Regions from separate parts of the Mus musculus genome. Here regions 1, 3, 4, 5, 6 and 7 are each linked to region 2. The links are chromatin contacts, called in public Hi-C and promoter capture Hi-C maps. All regions are on one chromosome and are shown on one strand. Each heading gives the region's core, a stretch centred on a gene start, on an enhancer-like site or on the middle of the called end of the contact. The rest is flanking DNA. Distances are from core to core; before and after follow the strand shown. Region 1 holds the start of Rsf1os2 (remodeling and spacing factor 1, opposite strand 2). Region 2 holds the start of Nars2 (asparaginyl-tRNA synthetase 2 (mitochondrial)(putative)). Region 3 holds the start of Aqp11 (aquaporin 11). Region 4 has its middle 18 kb from the start of Tenm4. Region 5 holds the start of Rsf1os1 (remodeling and spacing factor 1, opposite strand 1). Region 6 holds the start of Tenm4 (teneurin transmembrane protein 4). Region 7 overlaps Tenm4 (teneurin transmembrane protein 4).

Region 1 (2,700 bases), core at 119-2,618, 740 kb before region 2:
GCGCACCCACCCACATTTGTATTTCTAGTCGGTGTCTAAACACCCAGTCCCACTATCCACACTGTTCTCTGAACAAATAGCTCTTTACACGTTTATACCCTGGGCTCTGTAGTAGGCATAATCTTGGTCCCCAAGAGATTTGTTTTCCAGTGCCATGAAAGAAGGGACTTTGAATGTAATTAAGATTACTAATCTACTGATGGTGAAATAAACGAGATAGCCTGGATTTTCTAGGCAGGAGCAATGTTATAACTCGAGCTCTTAAAAGCAGAGGATTTCCTTTGTGGCCAACAAATAGAATATAGCAAAAGGTAAACCAGAGACTCTGAAAGACAGGAAAGAATGAGAAGAGAAAGAAAGAATGAAAGAAAGAGGGGGGAAAGGAGGGAGGAAGGGAAAGGAAAGAAATGGGGAGGGAGGGCGGGTGAACAGGAAGGTATGGGGTGGGGGTAGGAGGGTATGAGCGTGTATGTAGTGTGTATTTTAGTGGCATGTCTATGTTATTGTGAAAGTACTGAATCCTGCAGGTAGTGAAATAGAAGAATTCCTTCCAGGACCTGCACATCCAGGAGTCGGGTTCGGCTGGTTGTGACTCCGCCCTGCGTGGGCCTGAAGATGGTCCTTCCCCCCAGCCCCCACAAACACACACACTTGAAGCAGAACATCCCAGCTCATTAACCAAACGTCGTAACCCGTCACAATCTGAGCTACATATTCCACGCAGGGAAATCGTCTAGTTGACACGACCATTCCGAAAGCTAGGCCCACGGAAAAACTAACCGAGGCTCTGCAGACTCAAAACTCAACGTGACCACGCGCCAGGCTTGCAGGAGACAGGCCGGTTCGCACAGGTCGTTAGGGAGAAACGCGGGCTAGGGGACAGAACCAGCCGAGCTCGGGAGGGGACAATCCCACCCTGCCCGCACAATAGCGCCGGCCGGCTGGTCGGCGCCCCCCAACCTTACCTCTCCGCGATGTAAAGCGTGCCGGTGCCGAGCCCCTTCCCGTTCAGCACAGCCTCGGTGTCTGGCTGCTGCAGCCGGAGCCCGTCGGCCGACCCAGGCGGCGGGAAGCTTTTGAGGAAGCTCATTGCCGGGGAAAGCATCGCTCCACGCGAACCGAGAGAGGCGAGTACCGCAATCGCGGCTCGCACGGAGCTGCCCCGGAAGCAGTAGTCGTAGCCCGGAAGAACAACTTTCTCAGCGAGGGCCTTAGCATGCGGTTGACCATAGAGACGGGATGTTCTAGGCAACTCAGAGGTCCGCAGCGAGCCGGCTGGCTTTTGTCACGTGGCATCGGTTCCCCTTTCCCGCTCCTCTAAGGATGCTTAGAATAATCGAGTGTTTTCTATGTGGTTCTCTTTGAAGGTCATAGGAGCAAACCCCGAGAGAGGATGTATAAGGAATACCAAGCCTTTCCCAACAAAAAGCGGGAAGGGACCCAGGCCCCAGGAGTCCCTCGCCGAAGGAGGACTCACAGAAATAAAATCCACACGCATCTGGAGATCCCAAGTCTCCCGGCTGGGTGCACGAGTCTACCCTGCTTCCGCCTCGTCAGGCCTGTTCTCCTTGGGTTCACACAGCCATTTACCAGACCTCTTAGTCCCCACGTCGCCGGAGAGATCGAGCGCCCCATCCCCACGAGTCATGCCACGAGCACGAAAAGGTTACATTAATGATGGACAGTGCGCAGCAAGACAGTCAAAAGACTGCCCGAGGGAAAGGTAGGCCACTGGTTAGGAACCCTTGCCTTCCCTGTTCGCTAGGTCCCAGTGAATAAGAGCAGTGAAAACCTACAGGTTTGGTGAATAGAAACCCATAACAGAGACCTATAGACCACACAGCATACGGACTTTACCTCTTATATTTCTTCATGGATTCCTTCGTGGTTTTTGAGACAGGGCTTCTTTAAGTATCCCAGGCTGGCTTCCAATACATAATCGATTTGCACCGAACTCCAGTTTACTGGTACTACTATGAGCACCCATCACCACACTTGCTCAATTAATTTTTTTCTTTATGATACACAATATGAACACATTTTCTATTACCCACTTTAACAGATGGGACCTGAGGCATTAAACTCACAAGCTAGAGTTGGTGGATGGAATTCAGTCAGTTGACCTCTAGACTCCACTTTTTTTGGCTGTAGAATTGTAATATCTATGGGGCTAAGGCTGTTTAGGTTGGATAACATACATGGAGGATGTGATAGCAGTTTTATCTTTCTTTCTCTTCTTCCTCCTTTTTTCCCTTTGGATTCTTTTCAACAGAGGAATCTAAAGATTTTTTTCCTCACATATATGTATATACCTACCTACATACAGTCAGGTGTGAGCCACCCTGCCTGGGCGCAGTGACCCTATCTGCAAAGGCATTAGGCAGTCTCACAAGCTGACCCATGTCTCCAGTCAGTTCCAAGTGTTACGTTTTAAAATTTAGTTTGTTGTTAGTGAGACTAGGAGGCAGGTCCCCTGAACAGGAATGAGAAGGTGGGAGTGGAGTAAGGGAGGGGATGAGAAAAGATTCTAGAACTCTCTGAAGGTTAAAATCCTCGTCATGTGGATATAGATTGAGAGGAAGAATTTGTGACGATGAAGACAAGAATAGACAAAGAAGAGAGGTTAAATATCGTTTCTAAATTTCCAGTTTAAAACGTTGAGTAGGTGTGCTTTCTAAGTGGTAGATTTCAGAAAGAGGT
Region 2 (2,700 bases), core at 21-2,520:
ACCAGTCTTACTCTTTCTGTGCTTTTAGGAATTTATTCAAAGCTGTCACAAATAACAGCATCTAACACTGACTGAGAGGCCTCTGTTCTAAATAGCCTGTCTTCATTAACCCGTTTAATTTTCAGAACTCTCCAAAATATAGACTATTATCTCCATTTTCATAAGAGAAACTGGGGCCTGAGGCACTGTCGTGACATGCCTATAAGTAACAAGCTACATAGTAGGGCAAGCGAATTAAGCCAAGGCAACTGCAGCCCTTAGCTTGTCAAACTACAACATTCTGCTCTTTCTCCTAGTTTAAATACATGGAAATCTCAGGAGCCTGAGTGACTGAAATTGAAAAGGTATGGATTCTCCTGTGTCCAACTTGTGTACAATGAGCCGCAGTGAGCAACTGAGGATAGCTATGAATGCAGCCCAACACGGACTCGTAAACTTTGAGACTTTTTAACTGGAGGGTAGAGGCGGTAACTCAAGTATGAACTTGGTAGGTGGAGACCTCATGTTGCAATGTCAAAAGGCTGGACACACCTGGAACCACTATTTCCTGCCAGCCAGGTGAACAGGAAAAAAGGAAAGACAGAATTTCTGTTCTCAAGGAACTAGGGCAAAGCATCCCAAGTTATTACTATAAAACTAAATAAATAAATAAATAAATAAGGGAGTGTTCATTTCAACTTTTCCGCATGATTAAAGTGTTTACAAGAAACCCCTAGGTGTCATGAAAACTCAGCTGCTGCACTTGTGATCGTCAGAACGATTTGCAAAAATAACAGTGCGGTCCCAGAAGTGTAGACTCTGGAGACAGCTCAAGTCAAGCAAGCTCAGGCAGCAGTCTTTCCACACACCCACCTGCACCGTTACGCACTCCCCTCTCGCGTCCTGGACCCTGAGGGCGTCCCGCACGCGCATTTTGGCAGACGCGCGGGGCCTGGGGCAGGAAACGGAGGAACAGAGGCGCAGCGCGCCGAGCAGGCGCCGGGCCCCGAGCATGGCGAGACCGGACAGGGTTCCACGGGATGCCGGGCTACGTCCCGGCTCACAGTCCCCGAGAGCAGCCTTTTTCAGCCGCGCAGTCCTGCCGTCATGCGCTCCTGTCGCTCTTCCCTCCGCGCCCCGAGCAGTTCCCACGGGACCCCACCTCCGCGTCCCGCTCCCGAAAGCACAGAAGGTTCGACTACACGGAACACAGCGGTCAGTGTCACACCGTACATGGGACCGGAGTGCAGACCCAGACTTAAAGCACGTTGCAACTGAGCTACGTCACCCCGTGCTCGCTCTTCCGTCATCACGCTGGGTGGAGTCTGAGCATGCGTGATTGTGTCCGGGAGCTCGTGAGGCGCCGCACCGGTAGGGGCGGTGCAGGAGCTGAGGTGGGCGGGGCTAAGGCGCAAGGGCTGTCTCAGGTTTCTCAGAAATAGCTACTGTTGGGTCATCTCTAGGGAGACTGAGGAATACTTGTGGGCAGTATTGACAGATGCAGAAGGCAAGTGTCTGTGCAGAGTCTTAGGGGTGGAGAGGAGTTCTGAGCTCTGGGAAGTCAGTCTCCAGACGTAGTACCTGCTGAAGTCACTGTTGGGTGGTAGCCAAACAATTCGTTGCTTAAAAAGGAGCTTTGCCTGCCAGAATGGGCAAATCTTTTCTCTTACTTGCATTTGTTTGAAAAGAAAAAAATGGCCTTTGCATATATTCAGCTACATTTTAAGTTTACACAAAAATATTTTTTCGTAACTCAGTGAGACACATGATAATGCTTTTATCTAGTTAAACAAGAAAAGGTCAAAATAAGGACTAATTAAGTTGCCACGATGAGACACCATACATAGTCCTGTTCATCAAGGAGCTTATGATGAAAAGATGTTGGTTGGGGAACAGAGACAGAGAGGGAGAGATAGAGACACAGAGACAGACAAAGAGACAGTGAGACAGAAACCGAGAGAAACCATCACATTATACCCAGCAAGAGCACACATAGATATGTGTGTGGTAAGTGGAGTGGCGACCCAGAGAAAGAGATAATTAGGCTGAGTTTGAGGAAGGTTAGAATTTTTCCAGATGAGAATGTCAGAAATTTTCCTGTAAGAGGAGGACAGGAAAATCTGCTGGGAAGGAAAATGGCCTGAAAGAATTGTAAAACTCTTCTCTGGACAGACTTGAAAATATCTCCAATAAAAATACTTTGGGGCACTTCTGGAACCTTGAGAAAGGAAAAATCAAAAACTTGTAGCCTTCCAAATATGTAGAGATAGCTTATATCTTAAAGTATAAAAGTATATTCGATACCCCCCCCAAAAAAAAAAGTGAAACCAGCAACCAGCAAGCTCAATTTCTCTTCAGGTTAATTCTTCTGTCTCATCTTTCTTCCTCCTCTTTGCTCTGCTAAGTCTCAGGGAGACTATCTTCCTCTACTTAAGGCAAAGGGTTAATTAGGAAACTAAGCAGAGAACCATTGTTCAGTAACTCAAGGGAAAGGGACCCCAGTGGGTAAAATGGGAAATTAGCAGTGGGTAATCTAAAGTGTGTAGTGAAAGCTGATCACTGCCTGCAAGCTTTGTGCTCAGACCCAACTGCTCCCGTTTATCCTTTACTGTGTTAAATTCTATCTTCTGATTTGCTTTCAGTGTTTGGATCCACACGTCTGCCTTTAGATTCATCGCCTTCCCGATAGCAGCAGGAATGACATTTCTAACGTGAATGTTG
Region 3 (2,700 bases), core at 87-2,586, 790 kb before region 2:
GGCCCTGGTATGCCATGGTTGGAAGTCACAAAGACCATCTAGGAGGAAGGTCGCCTCAGAAAGTGACTTCCAGAACTATTTTAATATTCCCTTTTTCCCCCCTTCCCTTTTGCTCCGGCCCCGCTCGCACTGGACCATAGGTTTTTTATTTGTTTTTCATTAAGGATGGTTGTGAGCCACCATGTGGTTGCTGGGATTTGAACTCACGACCTCCGGAAAAGCAGTCAGTGTTCTTAACCGCTGAGCCATCTCACCAGCACCTATTTTAATATTCTTATTTGGGATATCTATAAGGCAAACTTCACAATAGATGTTAACTGTGCTGGAATACTTGACTCTCAGCTGGTGCAAGACTTCAGCTCCAGGCTAGCTTCCTTTCCATGGCCCCTCAAACTCCCTTCTTTCCATCCTGCCTCAGGTTGTCCCAGGATTCTGGGAAGCCAACCAATCCAAGGGTTTCCTTCCCACACTGGATGCCAATGAGAACAAGCAAACAATGTTTTCTTAGTATTTTAATATCTCATGATGAAGATAACATAAACATTATAAACTTTGAGGACTTCATGCCTAAACCACCACCTGCAGGCAAGGTGCTTCCAGCAGGTAAAGGTGCCCAATTGAGGACTTGAGTTTGATCCCTGGGACCCACCTTGTGGAACACATGAGATTGGGCACAGCGACCCCCGTATGTATGTATGTATGTATGTATGTATGTATGTATATACATACATATATATATATGTGTGTGTGTGTGTGTGTATGCACATATATAAACATAAATAAGACAATTAGATAATTAAGCAAATGCATTCGATAAAAAATAAAACACAACATCCAAAGTTTGGAAATAGTGGCGATAGCTAGATAAAGTGTGAATATAATTAACGTCAATTTTACACATAAATGGATATATATATTTTCCCCCACACTTACGAAAAAAGTTCGAGTGTGGGTGAAGAAAACCAAAGCTCTAACACCTTGTCAAACCAGTCAAACCTCGGTTCTCACGCCCACTCCCAGTTGACCACAGCTCCTTCCCTGAGGGTCACCTCCTCGCTCCTCAACCTCAGTCTCTCCATTAGTAAAAACGGGGTGGCTGCAAAGATGACCTCTGGGGCTCCGTGGAGTACAGTTTCCGGAGTGTGCAAAGATCAAGGCAGAGTTCCCAAGCCACGCTCCGATCGCCACATGCTCTAGCACCAGCGTGGTGCGGTCTTAGGCTCGGGGTCCGGCGCTGAGAGCCCAGAGCTCGGGCGCCACGCGCGTGCGCAGTGGTCTCGGGGCCCTGGCCCTGTGCTGAGGGAGGCGGCGGAAGGCGGGTGCGCGTGGGGCTCTACAGACCGTTGTCCCCTCCGCCAGTGCCCAGGGACAGCTCCCTCGCCGCCTCCTTTCCCCCGCCCTCCCCCCCTCCCCGGCTCAGGTCACATCTGCACAGCGCAGCCGGGGAGGGGAGGAGCCCTCCAGCGCGGAACCCGGGCTCTCCACTCGGCCCGCCCCTGAGGGGCGTGGGAGGGCGGGGCGGCGGACTTCGGACTCCAGCCCCCGACGCTCCTCTGTCCCTGCCGCCCTCAGCCATCCCCAGCGGTGAGGGAGCCATGTCCGCGCTACTGGGGCTCCGGCCCGAGGTGCAGGACACCTGCATCTCGCTGGGGCTAATGCTGCTGTTCGTGCTGTTCGTGGGGCTGGCCCGCGTGATCGCCCGGCAACAGCTACACAGGCCCGTGGTCCACGCCTTCGTCCTGGAGTTTCTAGCTACCTTCCAGCTCTGCTGCTGCACCCACGAGCTCCAAGTGCTGAGCGAGCAGGACTCTGCGCACCCCACCTGGACTCTGACACTGATCTACTTCTTTTCCTTGGTGCATGGCCTGACCCTGGTGGGCACAGCTAGCAACCCGTGCGGCGTGATGATGCAGATGATTCTGGGGGGTATGTCCCCCGAAATGGGTGCCGTGAGGTTGTTGGCTCAGCTGGTTAGCGCCCTGTGCAGCAGGTACTGCATAAGCGCCCTGTGGAGCCTGAGTCTGACCAAGTACCATTACGACGAAAGGATCTTAGCTTGCAGGAATCCCATCCACACCGACATGTCCAAAGCGATCATCATAGAGGCCATCTGCTCCTTTATTTTCCACAGCGCTCTACTGCACTTCCAGGAGGTCCGAACCAAGCTTCGCATCCACCTGCTGGCTGCACTCATCACCTTTTTGGCCTATGCAGGTTTGTTATTCCTACCAAACACTTGGCAGTCCGGAGCCTCTATGACCAGAGGTTCTAAGTTCTTTACCGATACATTTGAGCACCCCCTGCACCCTACCCTGGGCCACTTATTATTCTAACCACCTTGCAGCCTAGCAGTTGGAGCCAACATACAGATCTTCATTCATTGCTGTTTTGAACACCCAGAGAAAGCAGACACTCCGGTGCCGAAACTAAGATCGTGGCAGATTACTGCCAAAGGCTTAAATAGCCCACAAAGGGATTGTTTTAATGTTAGAAAGGCAGCTTATCAGTTACGGCTCTCATGCCAAGGTGGTATAGATTGCTTCTGACACTCTTACTGAGAAACGATCCGGTCAAAAAGTTCCTTCGAGCTTAAAGTGCACGATAGGTCAGTAGTTGACCGCGAGGAGAAGCAGTTCTGTAGCTGCATTCACGTCCTACTTTTTTCCTACAAATTACTTGTCATATTCCTTATGTGGAGTT
Region 4 (2,700 bases), core at 115-2,614, 800 kb after region 2:
TAACAGCCTCCTTCAACTCCAGTGAGAGATCCTACCTCAAAGATATAAAGCAAAGAGTGGTAGAACAGGATACCCAATGTCGTTTTCACTGGCTTTGGAACATGCACACAGATGCACACAATTTTAACACACACACACACACACACACACACACACACACACACACACACCTATCTCTGGAAAGTCTGCAAGTGAGACAAAAGTCTTCTTCTATGTCCTGTTTTTGCTCAGGCTTCCTTAGAAAAGTTTATATCTCTGCAAAGGAGCCCCAGGCCCCCTCAACACTGTCTGTTTACAAACAATGGCCTCTGCATGGCGCACCATCTGACAATCTTCTCTGGTCAGAAAACAGAAGGCAGGTTCCCAGCTGCCACTCTTTGTCACATGGGGAGGTTGAGCAAGTGACTGCTTCCCTCCCCAGTCTCCGTTATAAAACAGACACACCCTGGACTCTGAAAAGTCCAGCTACAAAACAAGTCTTTGCACAGAGTAATCTCAACAAATAATAGCATTTTTTTTTTTTTTTTTTTTTTTTGGTCAGTGAAGAAAAGAACAAAGTATGTTCAGCACAGTGTCCCACATACGGTGTGGCTGCAAGGGCCACAAGAGGAAGTCCTTTTTATCATTTCAAGTTGCCTGTAGCAATATGGAATCAGGATTCTTTGAGCAACTGGGGTGAAATTCTCCCTTTGCTTACTGTTAGTTGATGAAACGGGGATCCATTACTTCATCCTTCAAAGACCAGACTCCTCATTCCTAGGTGGACAATGGTACCTGATAGAAGTGTAGTGGTTTAAGGAGAATGCCATTCTCAAAGCTGTTCATCTTCCTGGCATGTTCTATTGGAAACTACCTCTACCTCACCCCCAGCTCTATCAAGATCTGGGTGTTGGTTCTTCTTTTCCTTGAATTTGGCTGTGTTTGTAGGATGCCAATGGTTAGATGAGGGAGTCTATGCCACAGAAAGAGCCTCTAGTGCCTTACTCCAGCCAATAGTTCATATGTGCTGCACAGATATGTGAGTGAAGAAGTTCCTAGCTGTTTTCATACTTTGGTTTTTTTTAGGTATGAAGACCTAAACTTTGAGAAGCAGAGACCAGCCATTTCGCTGCTCTTTCCAATTTCCTGACTTGCAAATTGTTTTAAGCTAGAAAAATCACAACAATATATTATGTAGCAGGATTTTAATAAAACCACAAATACAATAAATAGCAAACAGAAGAAACAGCAGGATCTGTGATTAGAGAAGTTCCTATAATACTCACTACCACAGGCCCGGAAGGCCAAGCAGTTGCCAGAGACTCCACCCCTGAGGGTTATGCCCCGCCTACCACTCTCTCAGCCAATGGGGATTCTCTCAGCCTTCCGTCTCCTCTGGTAGCTGTTAGAGGGGCAGAGGGTGTGGAAGCGTGCTTAAAAGGCTCCTGACTCACAGCTGCGTTTGTGGGTCAGCTTTCTGCCCGCTGGGGACAGGGGAGTGGGTGGTGGAGGTGGGGGTAGGGGCTGGAGATGCCTTGATAGGAGTGGCTGCACCGCCGGTGTGAGGGCAGCTCCTTAATCTCTTTTCTCTGCTGCCTTTACATACTGGCCCGACAGAGGTCAGCATGCTGGACACATTCTTTGTTGCGGTTAAGCCAAGCCCTTAAGGCTTAGAATTGCTTTAAGCCTGATTAACTCCCAAGGAGACAGAAACATTTACATTTAGGGACAAGAGAATAAGATATTTAATCGCCTCTTTAAAACACATGCTTTCCTTGTTACTCAAAGCCAGGCAACTTCCCACCCCCCTTTCTTTTTCTCCAAGGCTGTGCCGATTTCTTTTGTTCTCAAACTAATCTCTCCCCCTCTTTTTTCCTTTTCACTCCTCTTTAATGGTCATCCTTCCTGCCCTTTCTTTACATTTTCTTTTAAAGATTTATTTATGTGTATGAGTTCCTATGTGCCTGGTGCCCACAAAGGTCAGAAGAGGGAGTCAGATCTCCTGAAAGAGGAGTTAAGGATACGTGTGAACCACCATGAGGATGCCAGGAAATGAACCCAGGTTCTCTGCGAGAGCAACAAGCAATCTTAACCTCTGAGCCATCCCTCTAGCTCCCCCTTCTTGCCCTTTCTTAACCAGATTTCTTATTCTCCTCGATCCCTCTTTTGTGTCTCTGTTGTTCCTCTCTGGATGTCTTGCAGCTTTGGGGTCTTCCACTTTCCTGTTCCTTTGCTCCTGAACGTTGAATTGCACACTTGTCTTTGAAGGAGTTATCAGTGTGGTTCCCCAAATATTTACTAACAGAGGAGCTTGAATTCTGGAACCCCTGCTACCGACTTGGCTTATTTCTGACCAGTGGTGGTAGAGGTATCCAGCGATGCGTTTCAAATCCAATGAGCCAAATCACACAGTGGGAGGCTTAGGAGAAGTCACTCTGAGTTTGAGCTTCCTTCACCGATGGTTCCCACTCTGTCTTTTGGTGATAACCTCAGAGCAATGAGCAAGGCTGCCCAAGCCTTTCTCTGAAGGCTTGGCAAAGAGCCTCGAGCTTGGGGTAAAGATCTCACCTCCCACCAGCTGTTAACCAGTCACTTTATCCCTGAGCCCTCTGAGTCCTTTCTTCACCCATAAAATGGCTAGCAGCCATCATCTTGTCTTTCTCATGGGGCTATTATGATGCACATACAAGCTAATGAATGGGAAAGCATTTTTGCAAACTA
Region 5 (2,751 bases), core at 148-2,647, 690 kb before region 2:
AGCACACCCTGCTTAGGTCTCACCTTCTTAATCATTGTTAGCAGCATAGCTAATGAATGTCCTGACAGTTTTAGAAATGGCTCAGTAGTAATGAGCACCCACTGCCATTGCACGACACTCGAGTTCAGTTCCCAGTACCACATCAGGCAGCTCACAACAACCTGTGATTCTAGTTCCAGAGGGTCCAGCAACCTCTTGTGGACTCTGTGAACACCTGTATTCACACATGGACAACCTGCACATACATATACTATATAATTAAAAAAATAAAACAAAAAAATATTTTAAACTTCCTGGTAGAGGCCTATGAATAAAGATACGTGAAAATTGTACTCACTATTCAGAATTTAAATTTCTGTAAATAACTATCAAAACCACAATCCATTTAAAAATATTTTTAGAGGTACAACTCATACACTGTGAAGGCAGCATGTCCTTGTTTACTTGTAAAACTGTATTGCTTTAGCATGATGTCTTCTTTGAAGAGCAGGCTAGCTCGGCCTCAGAAATGCTGGGATTCCCGGCTTTTTCAGCCTGCCAGGGCTAAAAGGAGCTCAGTTAGCATTCAGTTCAGTTAGTTACTTTGCACAGACACTCACTGTGTTAGTCACTCTTCTTGCTGCTGTGAACAAAGATCTGACAAAAATCAGCAAAAAAGAAAAAAAAAAGTTACTTTGGCTTTAGTTTGAAGGGTACAGCCCATCATGGCTGGGAAGAGATGGTGGTTAAGAGCAGGGGCAGTCAAGGAAGTAGAGACAGGCAGTGAGCTGGGGGGCGGGCTACCAAACCTCATCCTCCGACTCACTCCCTCAGGCTAGGTCCTCCACCTCTTAAAGATTCCATCATTTTCTAAAAGTAGTATTACTCACAGGGGACCACGTTCAAAACATGAACCAGGGGGATAGAAGCCACAGACTTATATCCAAACACTAACACAGATAAACTCCTACCAAGGCAAGACGAAATATGGGGCTTTCATTCTTGAGCCCAAGCTGGCTCAGAACTCACTAAGTAGTCCAGGCTGGCCTAAAACTTAAGATCCTTCTGCCCCAGCTTCCTGAGCAGTAAAATTGCAAGTGTGTGTTACCACGCCTGGCTGCTCTCAGTGTTGATTATTATAACCACAGTTTAGTAGTCTTGTTAATACCTAAGCTTACAACAAATAAAGGCAAATACTATATCTGTTTGGCTTCTTTCACAACCAAGGATTTTTGAGACAAATTCATATCGCATGAGATCATTTCTTTTGCTGCTTACCAGTAATCTACTGCATGAGTACTGTTAGGAACAAAGATGCTATAGCAACTATAACAGTAGTCACAGGAATGAGGTCATAACTGAGGCTAGGCTTCAACTGCATAGTGGGTAAGGGCAGCTTCAGATACAGAGTAAGACTGTTTTCAAATGCAAAGGCAAATGGAAGATCAAGAAGATGAAATGAAAACGCTCAGACAAGCCTTGTGTTAATAGTAAGTACAAAGGAATGAAGCTGACGGTATAATAGTATAGTAACATCTGAAGACACCACCAAATGGTTAGTCAGAGTGGTCGCAGTGTTTATATTTGTAGAAGGCAAGATATAAGTTCCAGTTGGCTTGTAAACTTGTTAATACCTGCATTTCTGAGTAATATTCACCTAGTCATTTTAGTGGAAATTATAAATTATTAATTTGTAAGATATCTGTTGGGATAAAGGCATACTTAACTGGTTTCCACTGGGAATTCTCTCAGCCTGCTGGTCATTTGTTCATGTTAATGTTAGCCACATGTACGTAACTTTATGAAACAATCACCTGTCTACACCAAGTGTTTTTTCCTTACTAGAATTAGGATCTAAATACTTTCTATAGTATCTCTCTGACTTAAGGGAGCACCTGATTAAATTATGCCAACTTAAGATCTGTGTGCTCCCTCCTCCCTCATGAGGACTTAATAGTAACACTTTTGTCACTATATATTTCTTCTTTCATAAAGTATTTGATCAATTATAAAAAAAGTATCCAGAGGCCTAAACAAGTGGTGAAATAAGTGTAAAAAATACTATTCTGGTTTAAAACTAAGGGGGACAGTTCTGTTGCTGAAATTTGTTAGTTAAACCACATAAAACTGCCACTTTCTATAGGAGAAGTCTAAATACTAACAAACTTAGCTCAATAAAATTTACAACTTTTATCTGAGTTTTTACCTGAATATATGAAATGATTTTCAATGTGGAATATGTGCACATGTATGCATTAACTACTTCTAATGTGCCTCATATTTATACTAATTCTACAATAAATGCAAATAGGCACTGTATAAACAACAGTACATGTTTGGTTTTCTTTTATATAAGATGTCTATGAGGTATGCATGCATGACTTTGCATGTTCACATGTGTGGGCACCAATGGAGCATGGTGCATACATTTTGAAGACAAAGGCTAACATCGTGCATCATCCTTGGTTCCCACTGTACAAATTAAGGCAGAGTCTCTCAATTATACCCAAAGCTCACTGAGAGGGCTCCTATAGCTAGCCTGTTTGCTCTAGGGATTCTGAGCCTCCAGGCTCTGATAGCATCCTTACTTAACGCCATCCAGTCATGTCCAGCCTAAGAGAAGTTGTAAAACTGTGGTAATACATTGATGCTGTCAGTAGCTAATAAATACACACTGTAACTAGTGGTAGATTTTCAGTATTAGAAAATTATTGCACTTTGTAATTTTGGCATTTTGAATCGTCAATGTCCAGTTATGCCCCTAAACTTACT
Region 6 (2,700 bases), core at 158-2,657, 780 kb after region 2:
CATGGGAGGTGGCTCCTGAAACCTGGAAGTTATGCAGACTCCAGTTTCACTCAAGTTTTGGATAACTTTAGTCTCCTTTCCTGCTACATGCTTCCCCCGGGGTCACCCCCATCTGTAACAGAAGCTTGATATTACAGAGATCCATAAATTAAAGTGGAGCAAAAGAACTCAGAAGAGACTGGAGCATCAAGACTCCCATGTGCAGCTAAGTGCAGCTGCTGAGATGCAGTGCTGGCCACTCAGCCCAGCCTTCACCACCCTGTCCCTTTCTGTCACTAGACACACACCAGGAAGATGGAGGGCGGTAGGAAACAGAGGTTTGACCTTTCCATCCAGTCCCATGGCTGCACTTTGGGACCTTGCCATCCCCTTGGAGTTTGCTAGAATTGGCGAGAGAACAGTCCTTGACTCAAACAACTGAGAAATATACTTAACACCACATTGATTTTCCATATAATTTTATAAGCACAAACATTCTCTTTCATTTCCTGACAAACAGCTATATTCCCCAAAGTGTCCAATAAAAATCAGTAATTTGCACATCACTGTCTTTCTCAGAGGCTGCTGTTTAGAGTTAGTCATCAAGGCCAAGGTTCTGCCTCTTCCACCCCCTCCCCAAACAAAGCAAAACCTTTTGATGCTTGGTGGCCGGCTTTATAGACTTCCTGATGCCTGGGAAGAGTGCTTACTCTGCACACAGTGAAGGAAGTCGCCACACATCCACACAGCTCTGCCCCCCAACTCTGCCACTGCAGGGCCTGCTCAGGATCCCCTACCTGCTCCCCACAGCTATGAGGGAGAGTAACGCCTTCCTGCATGTGTCAAAGTAGAGTGATTAATTCAATGACTGACAAACGCCCGAGGCTAAATGGGCACCCAGTCCTAGGTGGCAGCGATTACTCAAAAGTTGCATCATAGAACAAGCAATGACAAGATTGAAGACTGGAAGCAAGCAGTTTTTCATTCCAGGAATCTACATGCCGTGCCCGTGCCCTCTCACCCAGGGACTGAAACACATAGGGTCTTCCTCCTTCCACTTTGTGGTTTCTAACTTCAACCATATCCTTTTCCCCAGCCAGCCCCTCCCCATCCAAGACGCAGCCAGGTTGCTGCAGGGGGCGGGAACAGCAGAGAAACAGAAAAGTATAGATTCTTACCCAGAAGTCAGGTCTTCTCAGGTCCTGGGGATGCACAGTTCTCAGGAGACAGGGCACCGGGGTTGCCAAGGGAACCTGAAATACTAGTTTGCCACAATCCTGCAGGAATTACGTCCCAGGGGTGAGTAGGGACGCGTCAGTCATTCAAAACTGCTGAAGTTCAGAGTCTGAGGAAGAGAAAAGGAAGCACAGAGAAAGAATGTCTCTTAGTGGCCCGGTGTCAAGTGGAGGAGTCCAGATTCGGGGCTCTTCCCATCCCCACCCGATGCTGGTTGTCAGGGAGCGTGTGTGCTTGCTTCATGTTTTGTGCTGGTGTTTTCGTTTCTTTTTCCCTGAGCCCTGGCACTGGGGAGCGTGGAATGGCTCAACCTGTTGTAATCAAACATGTGGGTTGCTGCTTGTTGCAAAGATATTGCAGCAGCCTCTTCATTACAAGAGGCTGTTCTTGGATGGAAAGAATTAATTTCCTTGCCTGTGGGTGCCTGCTTGGGCTCCAGGACGTGGATGGAGCAGAGTGCTGAGACTGGGAACTGAGACACTGGGCACAGCGTTCCTGGTCATATGCCCCTGGTTTCCACTGTCTTGACTGTAGGAGACTCCTGCCAGATGCATCCTTTGTGTGCAGGTGGGACTCAACCCCAGATTTGAAACTACAACTTTAAAGCTGATTCCTGGAAACTCATTGGTCCGAGTACCTCAGGCTTTCTCATCACAGGGCACTGTGGGTGGGACTGTCCTTGGAAAATAGGGAAGGCATCCATGCCCCCAATCTGTTGGCTCCTTCCCTCATTCATTCATTCATTCATTCATTCCTTCATTCCTGCATGTGTGAATTTATCAGTCTGTTCTGTACTCACCATTCATCCTTGCACTAATTGCTTTATTTATTAATTTATTTATTAATTTATGTTCCCTTACATATTCATCCTCCCATTTGGTATTCACATACATTTTTATTCACTCACTGACTGACACGTTCAATTGTATTATTATTTGTCAAGATTCATTTATTCACCTATTTGTCATTTCATGTAATCTATAGACTTGCCAAACATGCACACATTCATTTTTTTCATGTATGAAGCATTTACTTTTATTTCCCATATTCACCCATGCATCAATCCATCCATCCAAACATCCCATAAATCATTTTAAATTCACTGATTCATAGATTTGTTGTCTGAGATGTAAATGTTCATCTATTTATGCACAAGTTCCTGCAATTCTTCATCTTCTGAAGATACATCCTAAGTCCTATGATATGCTGAGAAAAAAGAATGACAGCATACCAGTTGGTAGTCCTGAAAACATATTAGGGATATATATGCAATAACAATGAATGAAAAGGAGGCCATGAATTTGAGCCAGAGCAGGGACAGTTATATGAGGGGGAGGGGGTGTGGAAGGAGGAAATGGAAAAGGGAATTATAATTGCAATTAAAATATGATTTCAAAAATCAACGATAGCAAAAGAGTGAACCCCTGAACAGAGAGTGGATGACAGTAGACACAGCTACAAGGAACTAGACTTCAACACAAGGAG
Region 7 (2,700 bases), core at 70-2,569, 750 kb after region 2:
GTACCCAAGGAGCTAAAGGGAACTGCAACCCTATAGGTGGAACAACAATATGAATTAACCAGTACCCAGGAGCTCTTGTCTCTAGCTGCATATGTATCAAAAGATGGCCTAGTCCGCCATCACTGGAAAGAGAGGCCCATTGGTCATGCAAACTTTATATGCCCCAGTACAGGGGAATGCCAGGGTCAAAAAGTGGGAGTGGGTGGGTAGGGGAGTGGAGGGGGAGGGTATGGGGGACTTTTGGGATAGGATTGGAAATGTAAATGAGGAAAATACCTAATAAAAATATTTAAAAAAGAAAAAAAAAAGAAAAGTAATATTGGAACAGCCTTCGTTAGAGTATTATGTGTATACTCTCAAATAATATTTTGGTCTAGTTTTCAGTCCGTTAGGATATTGCTATTTTGTAAACAAAATTTAAAACAATTCAAAATTGATAATTATATTTTTGAAATCCTCTAGCAAAAATTAACTAGGGAACAAAAGAAAAGAAATATAAAAATATTGTCAAATTTTTGACTGAGGATGGTGGGGTTATGAGTAATAGACATTTTCTTTCTTTCTTTCTTTCTTTCTTTCTTTCTTTCTTTCTGTCTTTCTTTCTTTCTTTCTCTCTTTCTTCTTTTCTTTCTTTCTGTACTTTCTCTGCCTCGGATACTAATTGTTCCTTGTTTATAAGAACTGTCATAAAAACCACAGACATGGCTGGAAATCTCCACCATCCACTTTGTCCCTTTTCAATGTGCCCTCCCCAATCCCCTGAAGAGCTAAGTGCCTTCCAGGCTTTATCATCCAGAGTGAAATACCAAGGCATTTAACAAATCAGCAGAAATTATCAGCTGGGCTGGTGAGGGGAGAGGGCGATTGTGTGGAGGCAGATGCGTTATTAGAGCCGTTGGAGCTGTATATATTAAAGATATTTGCATTGCCCTTATTGATTCTGTAATATGTTACAAGGAAAGGAAAACATAAAGTGGGGCCAAGAACGTGTGAGTCTTTAAAGGGCAAGTTTTAATTAGGAAACATATTTATTTGAAAAAATAACAACTTCTGTTTGGAGACCAGCAGTTACTACAGAAGGGTTGCTGGATGTGAGAATTCCAGGCAAGGGATCACAGAGGGGGAGCGGCCAATGCTTCATGCCTGCTGTCTGTCTGATACTTTATCAAATGCCAAGCTGGTTTCATAGGATTTAGATACCCACTGATAGGCCCCGGCAGACTTTCACAATTAGAGGGTAAGGAAAGGGTCAGGGCACGCCCCCAGGCTTCAGGCAGCTAAATGTAAGTAGAAAGCTCCCTAGAAAAGCTCCCCATTGAATGCCCACCCTGTTGAGATATTTAGCATAAGAGACTGGATGTTCCTTAACCTGAATAACAATAGCACAGCACCTAAGCAAGCCGACTCCTTCCATCTTTCCCCAACCTCTACATCTGCAATTCTTTCCATTCCTCACCCACCCTGAGGGGGAGCCTGTGAAGGAGAAGGGGGCACCGCCTAGAAATGGTCAGAGCTGAATGCTGAACAGTAGTGAAGGCTGAGGAGAACCGGGAAGGTTCCTGGAAGTCCTTGGGTGTGGCCTGGAGCTTCCCGGATGTATCATCTGTGGGATCCTCTTGCTATCCAAGGAAAGGGCGTGAGAGTACTGAACCCACCCCCACTCCCCCCTGCTGGCTCCGCAGCGTATGGACAGTCGGTGTCAGAAGACACCCCCCCACCCCCGCCCCCACCCCACCCCCGGTTCCTGGCCTTTTCTAGCTCAACCACATTTGTAAAAAGCAAGAGGGGAAGCCATGACTACTCTCTGGCCAGCTGACTCAGTGAATTTCTGTGCTGCCTGCCTATCTAACCCGTGAGCTGTCTTTCGGCCTGATGGAAAGAGAAGCTGGTATTTGGGAATAAATGACAACTTAAACTGTCTGCAAGTAAGGGGAGCACGCCCTAGGATCATCACAAATACTCTTTTAGGGAAATGGTTGGATCTTGTCCTCCACTCTGCTCCTTACGGCCTATCTGGCTTTTACACATCCTTAGCAAAAATTCCTTCACTGAATTAAGAAACGGATGTTAATAGACCCTGCATGGCCTGAACACTTCTGGAAAACAGCAAAGAGGGTTACCTCATTTCAGTTGTAGCTCCAGGCCATGTGATCGACACAGTCACTATTTCCACAACATAGGTGAGAAAACTGAGACACGGGGACGTTAAGCAAGAACTAGCAAAAGGCTATCAGCAAGTCAAGGAACTTGCTGCCAAATCTGGCCACCTGAGACTGAGCCCTGGGTTCCACAAAGAAGCAAACTAACTCTCATACATTGTCATTTGTGCTGGCTAGTGCTATGTCAACTTGATCCAAGCTATAGTCATCTGAGAGAAGGAAGCCTCAACTGAGAAAACACTTCCATAAGATCTGGCTGCAGGCAGGCTGTAAAGCATTTTCTTAATGAATGATTGGTGGGGGAGGGTGGGGCCCGCCCCTTTGTGGGTGGCGCCAGCCTTGGGCTGATGGTTCTGGATTCTGTAAGAAAGCAGGCTGAAGAAGCCATGGGAACCATCAAATAAGTAGCTTTCCTCCATAGCCTCTGCACCAGCTCCGGCCTCCAGATTCCTGCCTTGAGTTTCTGCCCTGACTTCTTCAGTGATGCGCAGTGATGTGTAAGTCTAACAAACTCTTTTCTCCTTAAGGTGCTTTTGGTCAT

Evidence for each region. Promoter capture Hi-C pulls out the DNA fragments that hold promoters and counts their contacts. A called contact is a pair of places that touch in the nucleus more often than the background predicts.
Region 1: a promoter capture Hi-C map of neutrophils shows a contact between it and region 2, with 2.7 times the contacts expected there. The contact joins the promoter of Rsf1os2 here to the promoter of Nars2 in region 2. A contact is called at or near these places in 6 of 39 promoter capture datasets (the 3T3-L1 cell line, 3T3-L1-derived adipocytes, the C10 cell line and 3 more), 1 of 484 Hi-C or Micro-C datasets (erythroblasts), 1 of 115 datasets of contacts at active chromatin or transcription factors (astrocytes) and 1 of 9 other capture datasets (adipose tissue).
Region 3: a contact with region 2 is called in a Hi-C map of erythroblasts, with 7 times the contacts expected there. The contact joins the promoter of Aqp11 here to the promoter of Nars2 in region 2. A contact is called at or near these places in 2 of 39 promoter capture datasets (the HPC-7 cell line, HPC-7-derived erythroid cells and erythroid cells) and 1 of 484 Hi-C or Micro-C datasets (erythroblasts).
Region 4: a contact with region 2 is called in a promoter capture Hi-C map of embryonic stem cells, with 3 times the contacts expected there. The contact joins the enhancer-like site here to the promoter of Nars2 in region 2. A contact is called at or near these places in 3 of 39 promoter capture datasets (the 3T3-L1 cell line, embryonic stem cells and maxillary cranial neural crest) and 5 of 115 datasets of contacts at active chromatin or transcription factors (acute myeloid leukemia, astrocytes and embryonic stem cells).
Region 5: a contact with region 2 is called in a promoter capture Hi-C map of the HPC-7 cell line, with 3 times the contacts expected there. The contact joins the promoter of Rsf1os1 here to the promoter of Nars2 in region 2. A contact is called at or near these places in 3 of 39 promoter capture datasets (the HPC-7 cell line, HPC-7-derived erythroid cells and cranial neural crest).
Region 6: a promoter capture Hi-C map of embryonic stem cells shows a contact between it and region 2, with 4 times the contacts expected there. The contact joins the promoter of Tenm4 here to the promoter of Nars2 in region 2. A contact is called at or near these places in 7 of 39 promoter capture datasets (the 3T3-L1 cell line, cranial neural crest, embryonic stem cells and 2 more) and 2 of 115 datasets of contacts at active chromatin or transcription factors (acute myeloid leukemia and embryonic stem cells).
Region 7: a contact with region 2 is called in a promoter capture Hi-C map of embryonic stem cells, with 3 times the contacts expected there. The contact joins the enhancer-like site here to the promoter of Nars2 in region 2. A contact is called at or near these places in 1 of 39 promoter capture datasets (embryonic stem cells), 1 of 484 Hi-C or Micro-C datasets (embryonic stem cells) and 10 of 115 datasets of contacts at active chromatin or transcription factors (SST interneurons, astrocytes, craniofacial prominence and 7 more).

The regions. Positions count from the first base shown.
Region 1 is chr7:97,695,135-97,697,834 of GRCm38.p6, reverse strand. Rsf1os2 (remodeling and spacing factor 1, opposite strand 2) reads left to right here and starts at 1,368. Exons shown (of 3, transcript NR_154552.1): 1 at 1,368-1,723. Clns1a (chloride channel, nucleotide-sensitive, 1A) reads right to left here and starts at 1,178. Exons shown (of 7, transcript NM_023671.2): 1 at 966-1,178. The coding sequence starts at 1,105.
Region 2 is chr7:96,950,097-96,952,796 of GRCm38.p6, reverse strand. Nars2 (asparaginyl-tRNA synthetase 2 (mitochondrial)(putative)) reads right to left here and starts at 1,270. Exons shown (of 14, transcript NM_153591.4): 1 at 853-1,270. The coding sequence starts at 993.
Region 3 is chr7:97,736,883-97,739,582 of GRCm38.p6, reverse strand. It overlaps Aqp11 (aquaporin 11), which reads left to right and starts at 1,336. Exons shown (of 3, transcript NM_175105.3): 1 at 1,336-2,214. The coding sequence starts at 1,596.
Region 4 is chr7:96,151,920-96,154,619 of GRCm38.p6, reverse strand. No RefSeq gene overlaps it. Among named protein-coding and RNA genes, the nearest start is that of Tenm4, 18 kb to the left of the region's middle. Within about 2 kb of position 1,364, at least 151 of the 459 cell types and tissues checked have an H3K27ac peak or open chromatin away from gene starts, as enhancers often do. A contact at or near this core is called in embryonic stem cells, where this site is marked.
Region 5 is chr7:97,643,758-97,646,508 of GRCm38.p6, reverse strand. It overlaps Rsf1os1 (remodeling and spacing factor 1, opposite strand 1), which reads left to right and starts at 1,397. Exons shown (of 3, transcript NR_126461.1): 1 at 1,397-1,469. All of the region lies in intron 4 of Rsf1 (remodeling and spacing factor 1), which reads right to left.
Region 6 is chr7:96,169,951-96,172,650 of GRCm38.p6, reverse strand. It overlaps Tenm4 (teneurin transmembrane protein 4), which reads right to left and starts at 1,407. Exons shown (of 33, transcript NM_001310762.1): 1 at 1,158-1,407.
Region 7 is chr7:96,203,825-96,206,524 of GRCm38.p6, reverse strand. The region is part of intron 1 of Tenm4 (teneurin transmembrane protein 4); the gene reads right to left. Among named protein-coding and RNA genes, the nearest start is that of Tenm4, 34 kb to the right of the region's middle. Within about 2 kb of position 1,319, at least 13 of the 459 cell types and tissues checked have an H3K27ac peak or open chromatin away from gene starts, as enhancers often do. A contact at or near this core is called in embryonic stem cells, where this site is marked.